Regions from separate parts of the Mus musculus genome. Here region 2 is linked to region 1. Evidence: chromatin contacts called from public promoter capture Hi-C data. All regions are on one chromosome and are shown on one strand. The core of a region is the stretch at or near the end of the contact, and the rest is flanking DNA. Distances in the headings are between cores, read along the strand shown.

The links. Promoter capture Hi-C pulls out the DNA fragments that hold promoters and counts their contacts.
Region 2: a promoter capture Hi-C map of hippocampal neurons shows a contact between it and region 1, with 6 times the contacts expected there. The contact joins the enhancer-like site here to the promoter of Pctp in region 1. A contact is called at or near these places in 25 of 39 promoter capture datasets (the 3T3-L1 cell line, 3T3-L1-derived adipocytes, the C10 cell line and 15 more), 2 of 15 datasets of contacts at CTCF or cohesin (CD8 T cells and stem cell-derived epiblast-like cells), 119 of 484 Hi-C or Micro-C datasets (3T3-L1-derived adipocytes, B cells, B-cell progenitors and 76 more), 31 of 115 datasets of contacts at active chromatin or transcription factors (the 230-238 cell line, the HPC-7 cell line, the NIH/3T3 cell line and 23 more) and 5 of 9 other capture datasets (adipose tissue, embryonic tail, liver and 2 more).

Annotation. Positions count from the first base shown.
Region 1 is chr11:89,999,860-90,005,649 of GRCm38.p6, reverse strand. It overlaps Pctp (phosphatidylcholine transfer protein), which reads left to right and starts at 2,756. Exons shown (of 6, transcript NM_008796.3): 1 at 2,756-2,948. The coding sequence starts at 2,808.
Region 2 is chr11:90,166,482-90,172,271 of GRCm38.p6, reverse strand. No RefSeq gene overlaps it. Among named protein-coding and RNA genes, the nearest start is that of Gm11494, 26 kb to the right of the region's middle. Within about 2 kb of position 2,096, at least 39 of the 459 cell types and tissues checked have an H3K27ac peak or open chromatin away from gene starts, as enhancers often do. A contact at or near this core is called in adipose tissue, beige adipocytes, cardiac endothelial cells and 8 more, where this site is marked.

The DNA.
Region 1 (5,790 bases), core at 1,507-4,006:
TTTGATCCTGGCAACAACCCAGAGGTTGAATGGTCCTAGTCGAATTTTGTGCCTACTCATTACCTGTGGTTCTCAACACAGGCATCAAAGGCAGAAGTATTGTGTTTGGGTGTCCCCAAGCCCCTGAAGACAGGAAGTCTGAGGGATGCAGGCTGAGTTGCTGATGCTTGTGTGTGACTTGAAGATTCTGCTCTACCTATAGCAGATGGGGAGCTGGACCAGAGTCCCCTTATAAAGCCTGAATCCGCTAAGAACTCTGTTGTTCCGATGAAAACAGGAAGTTCTCCTCCTCAAAGAGACGCACGCTCTTCCTACACTGGAGAGAGATTAAAATCCATGCTAAATTCAGCAGAGGACCTGTCTGTCACACCTTTGCCACACTAAGCTGTCTAGAGGACATTCTTTGGTAAGCACAGAATGACAGGACTCCTTATGACTTGATACTAGCAGCAAGACTTGTTCCTTGGCTTTACGACATGCCCTCTGACATATTTGATATATGTGGACAGGTGTCAATAGGGTGACAGAAAGGGTTCATTCTCAACAGGGGTCATGCTCAACAGCCTCTTTTATAAAGGAGCTCCTCCACGGACACAGGATTGCAGAACCAGGGGTGGGGAGTATGGGGATGGGGAAACGCCAAGGCAGATGCTATCCATTCTGAAACATCCTTTCCCATGGACCTCTCTCTCTGTGGCTCCCACTCTGTCTCCCTTTTCTGAACTCTACCCCGCACTTCTTTGTTCTCAGCTGTGTGCCTACAATTATTATTATTATTTTTTTTTTGGTCTGTCTTATCCAGCGTTTCAACAGCTGAGACCAGGAGCTTGGGTGGCTGCGTAGTCAGTTCATCTAAGAAGGCATCTCCTCTCCAGCACACAGGAGGCAAAGGCAGGGATATCTCCATGAGTTCCTAGTCAGGTCTTCACTGTGAGACCTGGATCTTCCACCCCACACACCCTAAAGAGACATTTTCTCATAAAGGAAACAGGTTGGATTATTTATGTAAATCGTCAATAACAGGCCTTAAACAAAAAAGGTGTTTTGTTTTGTTTTATTTACAAAAAAAAAAAACAAAAACAAAAACCCAACTATTTAAAGCCAGTTTACAAAAGCTCCAAGGTCACATTTGCCACAGCACAGACAAATTACAATTTTATTCACCTCAACATTAATTTCTTTTTCCTACAGGACAGAAGAAAGCCATTGTAGATTCTTTTGTGGGTGGGTGGGTGGGGGGGACCTGCATGAAAGAAAACCTGCTTGGTAACATGATTGTATTCTGTATTGACAAAAATAAAATAACGTGTGTGTGTGTGTGTGTGTGTGTGTGTGTGTGTGTGTGAGAGAGAGAGAGAGAGAGAGAGAGAGAGAGAGAGAGAGGCAGACAGACAGACAACATATTTAAACATGTACAATAAAGCAGTTTGAATTTGGTCTCTTGTTTCTTCTATGGTCCTGTTCATTCCCTTGGGCCTCTCTTAATCCATCAATATTTCTGTGGTGACAAAGTTCCGATCCCATGAAAGCACACAATCATGACTGGTCCTTTGGCAATCTTTGACAATCCTCCACATTGGTTTCCTTGTTGGATGAGTGTGAGTGGATTGCTTGTTTCAGTAATAGTTTACACCTGTGAGAAAGCTTACAGGCTACCACTAAAACTGCAAGGAAATTTGTCTTGAAGCAATCTTTCCCGTGTTTTGGAATAACTTACTTTCCTTCTGTCCTGTACAAGAAAATCCATGCTGAGGCAAATAAAACAGTGATCTGTCTGTTTTTTGGCAAATGTGACCGTGGGGCTTTTGTAAACTGGCTTTCAATAGTTTTTTTTTTTAACCACTTTTTTTCCCCTTCTAGTATTGAAAAAATTGTGTTTCAGTTTATTCCTGAAAAACAAGAGGGAATGATCATTAAATACCACTTTGGTAGGCACTGGGATATTCTACGGCCCTCGACTATTTAAGGCAGCACAGTCTTTGACCCATTTTACAGATTAGGCAATTTGGCTTTCCAGGCGGTCTTGGCAATTGAGTGGTGTTTGCACTTATCTTTGAACTCCCTACTTTACTCAAAGCCAGGGTTGCAGATTTCGGCTGAGTAAGACTCAAATGAACAAAAAGATCTTTGAGTTGCAAGACCTAAATTATGCAAGCTGCAGAAATCCAGGTACCTTATCTTTCATATCATTTGTACCCACAAAAATCTTGTCCATTGTGATCTGATTTCTTAATTGTGACTTCCTTGCCCTTCTGCTGATTCTAAGGGATTGATTCACAAAACACGGTTTCAAAATGTATACCAGAAAGAAGAGCATTTTTAAAAAATTATATATATATATAAAACTAGCATCTGACCTCTGAGACTTTCAAGCATTTGTGTTCGGTCCCTCTCCCCAAATGTCTTCCAGAGACCTTTCCACCTTCAGAGAGGTAGGGGGTAGGAATCTCACGCAGGTTTGAAGGGTGTGGAGGTGAGTATAGGATGTGCTGGCCCTACTTCCAGAAGTTTCCCTACTTCTTCAGCCCTTCCTTCTTTCTCCAGATAAGCGACAGCTTTTTTTCTAGTATTTTTTAACTCGGCATTCTTCTTAACCTTTGCTTAGCCCCGCCTGTCTTCAGATCTGGAACCGCCCTCTTAACCTCCGCTCCCCACCCCCGCCCTCCCACGTCCCGCCTCCTCGACCAAGTCCCGCCTTCTCTCTTCCCTGCCAATCAGGTTGGGGTCACCTTGTGACCCCGCCCCCGATCTCTCTAAGGGCCAGTGAGTGACCTGCGCTCCGGGCGCTGTATCCTGGCTGCGGAAGGATGGCGGGGGCCGCATGCTGCTTCTCGGACGAGCAGTTCCGGGAGGCTTGTGCTGAACTCCAGAAACCGGCGCTGACCGGGGCCGATTGGCAGCTCCTGGTAGAGGCCTCAGGCATAACCATCTACCGGCTGCTGGACCAGGTAGCAACTGACCTGCCCGCTGGAGGAGGTCAGGGGCCTGGGCCCCCTGGTTAGGACTCGCCAAGGGTACTCCACTGCTCTGCAGGGGTGACTAGGCTCCTTGGAGCTACTTTACCCTGTGTAGATCTTATGCGGCTGGCAGGTTGTCCGAGCTCAGCCTCAGGTCATTCCTGTTGCTAGACTTCTGAGTTGTAATTTATGTTTTACTCTGCAGCGTTTGCAAAAAAAATCAAACGGCCTGGGAGTAGGGAATTGTATTTAACGGCTCGTGGTTGAAGATGGGGCGAGGTGCCAAAGAAACCCACCCGGTCTAGGATCTGGACTTTCACTGGGAGTGGGTATAACGGGTCCAATACAGGGTTTCCGAGATCGAGCTGGAGTGGCGTGCCCGTGGACATATAGGAGTGTGTGTTTATCTACATTCACAAGAGAGAGGCATTTGGCAGCAATCAGCTGATAGAAAACAGAAAATGAGTAGTTTGGAAGTTTAGCCCAACTTCAGTCCGTTTGTTTGCTAGGAAAATTGAAACATTGGTCTATTCATTCCTACACCATGCCAGTGTCTGCAGAGAACATGTTTCCTTTTGCCAGATGGGTGCCAGTTCTGTATGGGGTACAGAAGGGCCATGTCCTGAGGCAGGTAGGAAAGAGACAAGACTCATGGACTGGATGTTCAGAGCTGGCCAAGAGGTAACAGTAGCAATTCCATCAATTTAGTGACTGTCTTCTGTGTGGGTGTGATCTAATTTTAAGGTCTATTTAATAATTCGGTTGTGAAACTTCATGCAGAAAGAGCAATGGAGGCCGGAGGAGGAGTGTAGTTGGTTGTTAAGCATCTTGAGGCATCTTAAGAAGCCATTGGAACCAAGTAGCTAGTCAGGTGGGAGAAACTGGAGGTTTGGCATCAGTTGCTTTGCTGTAGGCAACAGAAGTTCCTTGGCACAAGATCAGACTGGTATAGCAAAGGATTCCAAATACTGATCTATTATGGGAGCCTTGGCTTTCACAGGTGAAGGAAGCAGACATGGAGGAATGGCGTAACTGTGTCACAGAGGCAGAGAAGTTCAGGACAGATGCAGTTGGAGGGTTTATAACCTAGTGCGAGACATTTGTGGAACAAGTTGGATTAGACGGAACTGTGTGAAGGTGGATGGCGTTTCTGGCGTGCAGAGGTGGCCTCCCTACAGCTGAGGTCACCCAAGCTTCGTCTGTGAGGTTACATCGCAGCCTGGATCTACATAGTTTCACAGTCCTCTGGGGTTAGGGCTACTTTGTGAGGTTGGCAATAGGAAATTCTACTGTATGCCTCTGCCGTGTCAGAGACAGGAACTCACTGACGATAATTATCAGCCTGGAGGATGGCTTTGTGCCGTGCCCCACTTAAACTTCAGTGCACAGAGAGAACCTCTAGCTGCCCTTTTGTCTTTTCGCTAATTGTGCTCACATGCATCCACAGGTGTGTGCTTCTTACAAGAGACCCCGTGCCACATACAGCACACAGAACTAGCATCCTATTGAGACTTTAACAACTCCCAGTGTGAAACTGGACAGGACACTTTGAGGCAAAACTCCTGCTCTCTCCCTGCCCTTACCCTGCCAGCCACATAACCAGGCACTCGCTGAGTTGTGTGTCAGGTATCAGAACTCCATCCCTCCCCTTTCTCTTCCGTTTTGAGTTTGGCTTCTCAGCACCTCTCACCTCATATTGCCTCATCTTTATAACTGGTCCCTTGGCCTTCTGCCTGTTGACTGTCTCCTATCCCAAATGTTCAGCACCCGACAGCCAGTTTGTGATCTTATCGATGTCATCCTTAGTCACAGAATTACTACCAGTCATTGTGATAGCCAACACTTGCAGCATACTGTCATGTAATCTGGGCACCAGATACTTGGCAGATATTGACTTACTCCGGTCTAATGTCAGCCCTAGGGTAGATGCTATTGATCATCACCTTTTTGCCCATTTGGAAAGGAGTGTGTGGAGGAAATGAGTTGGTTGGTTTGAAATTATCATCAGCCTCTGAACCCAGCTGTTTGGTCCCACACTTGTTTCTTAAAACCCTTTGTCTCTCTGGACAGAAGGCACAGGCCGGGTGGAAAGCTAAGTCTCAGTTCACCTTTTCCTGCAGCATCTGCCCATTCCCTTGGATGTAGGCCATCCTCTGTACATGAACATAAAGACATCACGGTTCTAGGAAGGTACATGATATAGCCAAGGCTTGGGATTCAGAGGTGTTCCCAGGGTAACACGCAGGCTTTCTGTCCATGAAGCCCCTTCCTTACTCTACCTCCTACATCATTCTTTGGTAGAGAACCTGGAATATAGAATGGACTATGCTGAGAGAGATGGACTGCCTCATTATTAATGTATGGAAAGAGAGACCAAAGACTGGTTATATACCCATTCGATGGTTATTGATGCTCTACAGTGATTTAAGTGACATGACACTCAAAGAGAGTGTCCTTTCTGAAGGTCCAGTGGTTTGCTTAGGAAGATACTGTGCAGGTTGGTTAGACTAATGGGCTTTTAAGGATCATGCTTAGCATGTTGTTGATGGCCTCAAGGTGGCCATTGGTGAGTGACTGATTTGCCTTCCATCCTCCTCATCCGAGGCAGTTGAGGTGGTCATCTTGCTGTTCCTTGTGGTTTTCCCTTTAGCATCCTTTATTGAAATGAGGATGGAAGGAAGACAAACTGCACATATAAATGCAGCTGTGACGGGTTTACTGTGAGGTTTTGAAAGGGTTAAGAACAAATTCAGAGGCTTTGGAGCACTCTTCGATGATATACGTTATATTTTAAATAAAAAAGTAAATTTTGCCATCTTTTAAAGTAGATGCA
Region 2 (5,790 bases), core at 847-3,346, 170 kb before region 1:
TCTATGTAGAAAGTTACGTTATTTCTTCTCTGAAAATTCTGTCACACCCACAGGTAATTTAGGAATAATCGTTTGCTTTCCATTTTTCTCTCCCCTTCCTTCTTCCTTCTTTTCCTTCCTCCTTTCATTTTGTTATGGTTTTTATTTTGAGACAAAAAAAAAATCTCACTTTGTAGTCCAGGTTACTCTCACTAGGTAGCCTCAGCTTGACCTTGAACCTGTAACACTCCTACTCTGGATTATGGGTGCAAGCTTCTACACTCAGCCTGACTTTTTTTTTTTAATAAAATTAAAATTGTTCTTTTGATGACTTAATTTATATGTGCATATTCTTTCTCCCCCTTCCCCAACCTCCTTTCCTCCCCCCCTTGCTTCCTCCCCTCCTCCTGCTCGTTGGACTAGTGAAGGTGGAACCCAGGGCCTCAAGGATGTTACACGAGCACTCTACCAGCATGCTACACCCGAGCCAGGGAGTCTTCTGCTCTGCTCCTGTTACCTCATCACAACAGACTAAAGTCATCCTAGGAGGGGAATGAAAGAGCTACTGCCAGCAATGCTTTAAGCACAACGCAAAACCAACAGAGATTTAACCAACTCCTTCGATTTGGCAAAAGAAAAAGGCAAGTTAGCCCAAGGTCACGCCATCAGTTGACACCTTGTTGAGTGCATTATCTGTGTTAGTTCACATTATCTTTATGTTACTATAAGGTCTGTTATCATCCACTGTATGAGTGGAAGGGAATGTAGCTGTGGCATGTTGGCAGTTTGTTTGAAGCAACATGATTCATAATTGTTAGGGCTGTGGTTTTGAGGTGGCATGATAGACATCAATATAATAAGGATTATATATGAATAAAGGATTTGGCTAATGAAGAATACTGTGTGACTAGAAGCTTTGGTAGTCATGGGCAAGAATTTAATTGGCAGGATGTATTTTCTTAGGCACACAGCTACATCACAGTTCTTAGCATCCTCTGGAGCTGGGTGTGGCCCAGGATGCAGCCAAAGGATGTGATAGATGATGCCATTTTTGAGTTTATCTGTTCCTCTGACCTAGGATAGGCTCCATAGGAGGCTGGAGCCATTAGGTAGACAAAACATGGAATCCTGGTACCCATATGGAAGAAGAGTATTTTCTTGGTACTGCAATGTAAATGGAAAAAAAAATGATTGAAGGGGTCTGTTTGCTATTGCAATTTCGTTTACTAGGACATTGTACAGCAGTTAAGAGATCTGGAAGTCCGAGCAAGCCCACTCACCTAGTAGGGAAGCAAGTATTTGCTATGCAACATGAGAATCAGCTTCAAATATCTCCCAGCCATCAGTCAGCAGCCTCCATTTTGCATGTTTAGAGGACCGTGACAAGCGTTGGTTCCATCGTGACCCATGGTCTGTGCCACAGATATACTTTCAAGTCAAGTGATACAAACTGGATTAGCACTTCTTACACAAGGACATCAGGGGTCCTTGCTTCTGCCTGAAGTTTACAAATTCCTTCATCTAGGCATCGCAAGCTTTCTAAATGACCCACACCACAACCGATGTTTTATCTTTGAAAACAATGTGGAATTGGTGACTCCACAGAAGTGTGTGGCTAGCTTTTCTGGTGACTCAAACATAAAGTCTTCAAAACATATCTGGAGGATTTATATGATATTAAAATCTTTCAGATGATGAGCACACCCATATCTTTCTATTCAGAAGACAGATGGGAGAAAAATGCAGTTTGGGGCAGTTACTCCAGTGCTCCTGCTTCCCTCCTCCCCTCCCTCCCTCCCTCCCTCCCTCCCTCCCATGCTTTCTTTTCCTTTCTCCCCTGCTCTCTTATTCATGAATCCACTTTATTATCTGCAAATACTAAGGGCTGTATTTTATTATACATTTCTTGGCCTTCTAGCTGCACTATATTAAGCTCTGTGGACTCAGACTTGTGTGTTGTCCTATAAGCCCGTGTCCCTGGGCCCTGACTCTTTCCCTCTTTCTTATCCCAGGTCTTTCTTTTTCTCTTACTATCATTTAACACTTACTAGCTCCACACACACAGCGCTATTCTCCATGCAAACAGCCGCACTGTGCCATACTGGCCAGGAGAGGGCATCAGGAGACCACAAGCCAGGTAAACCTTAGCATTGTGGTCGGATTTTTCCTTCCCTTTGGGAGCAGGAAACCCGACGATAGACAATAACAGGTTCTGGATGGTAATGTATGTTCCTAGTTCCCCGATTCTTTATGCCAGCAATGACGTTTTGGGTAGCAATTGAAACAGTAAGTTGTCTTTTCTTGATATGACCTCCAGCCGATCGCAACCGGGTCCAATCTCCCCGCGCAGCTACTGTACTGGTCTTCCCTAGTGTTAGGCACTTGCTGGAATAAACTGTGCGGGGAATTTCCAAATCCTAAGAAACCGCCACACCACAAGCTCACTTCCGGACTCTTATCATCTGGCCTATCCTGAATACATCTAACCCATTTCAACGCAAGCTAGAAAAAGTATGAAAGCCCTTCAGTAAGATGTCCTCAAAAATCCCTCGCTGTACCCAAAACGCATCTTTCATATTTGTTCTTCAGGAGCTTTGCGGGTTTGAGTGGGCGTCAGGGTGCAACCTCTGCAGCCCGCTGCAGTCCTGCTGGGTACAGGCCAGTTATTTACCGTCTCCAAACAGGCCTTTTACTGTGAGAAAATCGTGAGAAGGAGGAAAAGGGGAAATCATTTGGGCCAATTATCTCTGGCCGCTGTGGAAAATCAGAGACTATAGCGGCCACAGCCAGAAACAATATTTTTCTCCTGGGGCAGATTCTCTGCTAGAGTCAGAGTCATCAACTCCTGCAAACATGGCCCGAGTAACCAAGCACTTTATAGTCAGCCAAGATACGGCAAGCCATAAATTTAGAAGCCCAGGACTGTCCAGGGAAGCAGGGACTTAGGTTTTTTAGTACATCTCACACTAATTGCATAAACAGAGGCTCAAAGGCTCCAGATCAGAAGCCTGTGGAATCTTGTTCTCTAGTCTAGGCCATTTTCTCCCTCATCTCCTACTGCCCACTGAAGGGATCTCTCTAGAGGGCTGCTATCTTTTTAAGATGATGCAAGGATACAACTGTAGATTTTTTTTTTAAGATTTATTTTATTTATATGAGCACATTGTAGCTGTTTTCAGACACACCAGAAGAGGGCATCAGATCTCTTTACAGATGGTTGTGAGCCACCGTGTGGTTGCTGGGAATTGAACTCAGGACCTTTGGAAGAGCAGTTGGTGCTCTTAACCACTAAGCCATCTCTCCAGCCACCCCCCTTCAAAAAAAACCCCAAAACAAACTGTAGATTTTAATCTGGATGTGTGTGTGTGTATGTGTTAGTGTACAAGAGGCAAATATGTTTTTTAGAAAGAAGGCTATGTGTGATCTTCTACCAAGAGAGGGCGCCCTCTGAGTGAGAATTTTGCTGTTTAGCCTTTTTTATTATTATTTATTATTTTTTTTTAATGTCAGGAAACAAAATAAGCCAACTTTAACTAGATCGCTGGGTTCTAACTATACAAACTCGGGTTTGGAAACCTTGGGTCTATCCTAAGAAAATATTTGGCCCAGTAGAGCTGGCAAAACTAGGCTATGCCCACTTGGCCCCAGAAAACTGGCTCCCTCCCTCCCGTGTCACCAGTTTCCCAGCTTGCTTCGGTTGTCCTTTCTTCCTCCTCTGAAAAGCTCCTGGCCACAGTTCTGAATCCTAAATGGTTCCCTTCGCGGTTCAGCTTCCTGGCCTCTGAATCTCAGAACCCTGCACAGCCCAGGACTAGAGCACACACAAACTGTTATTCTAGGGTGCCTTGCTGTCTGGACTGTGGAGGCCTCAGACAGTAATTACTCACTCTACCCTCATTCCCAGCCTCAGGTCAGGCCCAGCAGACCTGCGACAAGGGTTTGTCACACTGGCGTGTTCACAAATCAGTCCCATCGTTTGACCATTATGGAGGTGTTGTCACAAGTGGTTGAGATTATCCCAGAGAGTCTAAAATCTATAGCTCTGTTGATTTGAGTTTCTCTGCTGAGGTGCTGGGGCAGGGGAGGAGTGGGGGAGGCGATTACTTTGCATGCCAAGGACTGTATCTGAGTTTTGGACAAAGAATAGGACATGTAGGTGTGAATTCCTCTTCTGGCACAAATATCTTGGCTGAGCCACCCCGACTCTCCTATCGTCTTTATTTCCTCTCCTGTGTTGAGAAAACCTTCAGGAGAGGTTGCTCACGGGCGCTATTTAGTCTGAAGATAAAAAGAGGATGTGGGTTGAGGCATTATCAGCCTCTTCAGGCTTCTCCTGACTGCAGTACCAAGAAACGCCCATTGGAGGGCGAGAGTGAGCAGAGTACTGTTCCTTTGGAAAAGCCATCTCCCACCCCCAATTTGCTCAACAATTCATAACTCATTTACTGGGTTTTAAAAAACACTTTGGATTGAGTTGGGGAGATGGCTCAAAAATTTGGTAAAGTTCTTGTCACATAAGCACGAGGACCCACATCAGATTCCCAGCATCCACGTAACTAAAGAGCCGTGCGCAGCAATTTGTGCCTGTTAATCCAGAGCTGGGAAGACAGAGACAGCAGGATCCCTAGCCAGGAGCTTGCTGACCAGTCAGGCTGTATGGATCAATGAGCTTTTAGCTCAGTGAGAGATGCTGCCTAGGAAAATTAAGATGGAGGATATTGAGCAAGATACCTGAAGACAAGCTCTGAACTCTTCATACAGGAACACGCATATCCACTCACATGCTTTTCCCGTGAAATAAGTTAGCCTGTGTGGACACAGCTCCTCTAGACAAATGCATCTTCTTCACTTATTGCTTTGTCTGGACCCCATTAACTACCTCGTTGAGCCAACTGAGAGCATTGCCAGGAAGACCTTAGGGGTTCCTTCTCGGGGGATGAGGTGTTGAAGTTACATCTTACCTTCTACCTGAAACCGGAGCTCTGCCCGGAAGCCTTGGGGAGGAAGGAGAAACAAAAAGTTTTCTCGGAAACCAACAATGCTTTGCGATTCGCCCTCCAATCAGGATCTCCAAATTTCACTAGGCTTTGACAAAAAGGCAATGGATACATTTCATATACGGCTGGGGAACAGAGACTACCCGTGGCAGTGGAGACCCAGGGGTGTCTGAGATGAAAGTGATCAATTATTCCAGTTCCTCGATGTGAAACTATTGCTCCTGAATATTGTATTGAGTTGTATATTGTGCTATCCGGGATACTCTTCTGCAAGTCAAATTCAACATTAGATTCAGGCAGTCAGGGGCACATAATAAAGAAGATACACTCCATTCAGTATCGACGGTGATGACCAATGGAGCTAAACTATAGTTTATATATGCTGTAACTCACAGATTTCTCCTTCCAACCCATCTTTCTGATGCATCAGACTTTTTTTGGTCACTCATGTGTTTATCAACCCTTGTTGGATCTCCATCACTCACAGACTAGTAAGACGTCTGCCATGGGGAGACCATCACAGTCGCATCATTGCCTGCTCTTCCCACATCCCCTGCTGATTTCCCAAGATCACGCTGCCTTGTGCATCATCCTTAGACTCCAGCTGTTTGTGTGTCTCGACGCTTGTAGTTCACACACCTTCCTTCTGCACACGCCCTTTCCAGTTGCCCACAAGTTCTTCCTAACCTGCGTCAGTCACTACATTTTGGGGGATGCTTTTAGGTATCGTCAGCCACTACCCTTTCATGCCTCTGCATTTAGTTTGTGTATGCATCTGTCTCCAGTTGTCTTCATTGTTTCTATAGACTCATTA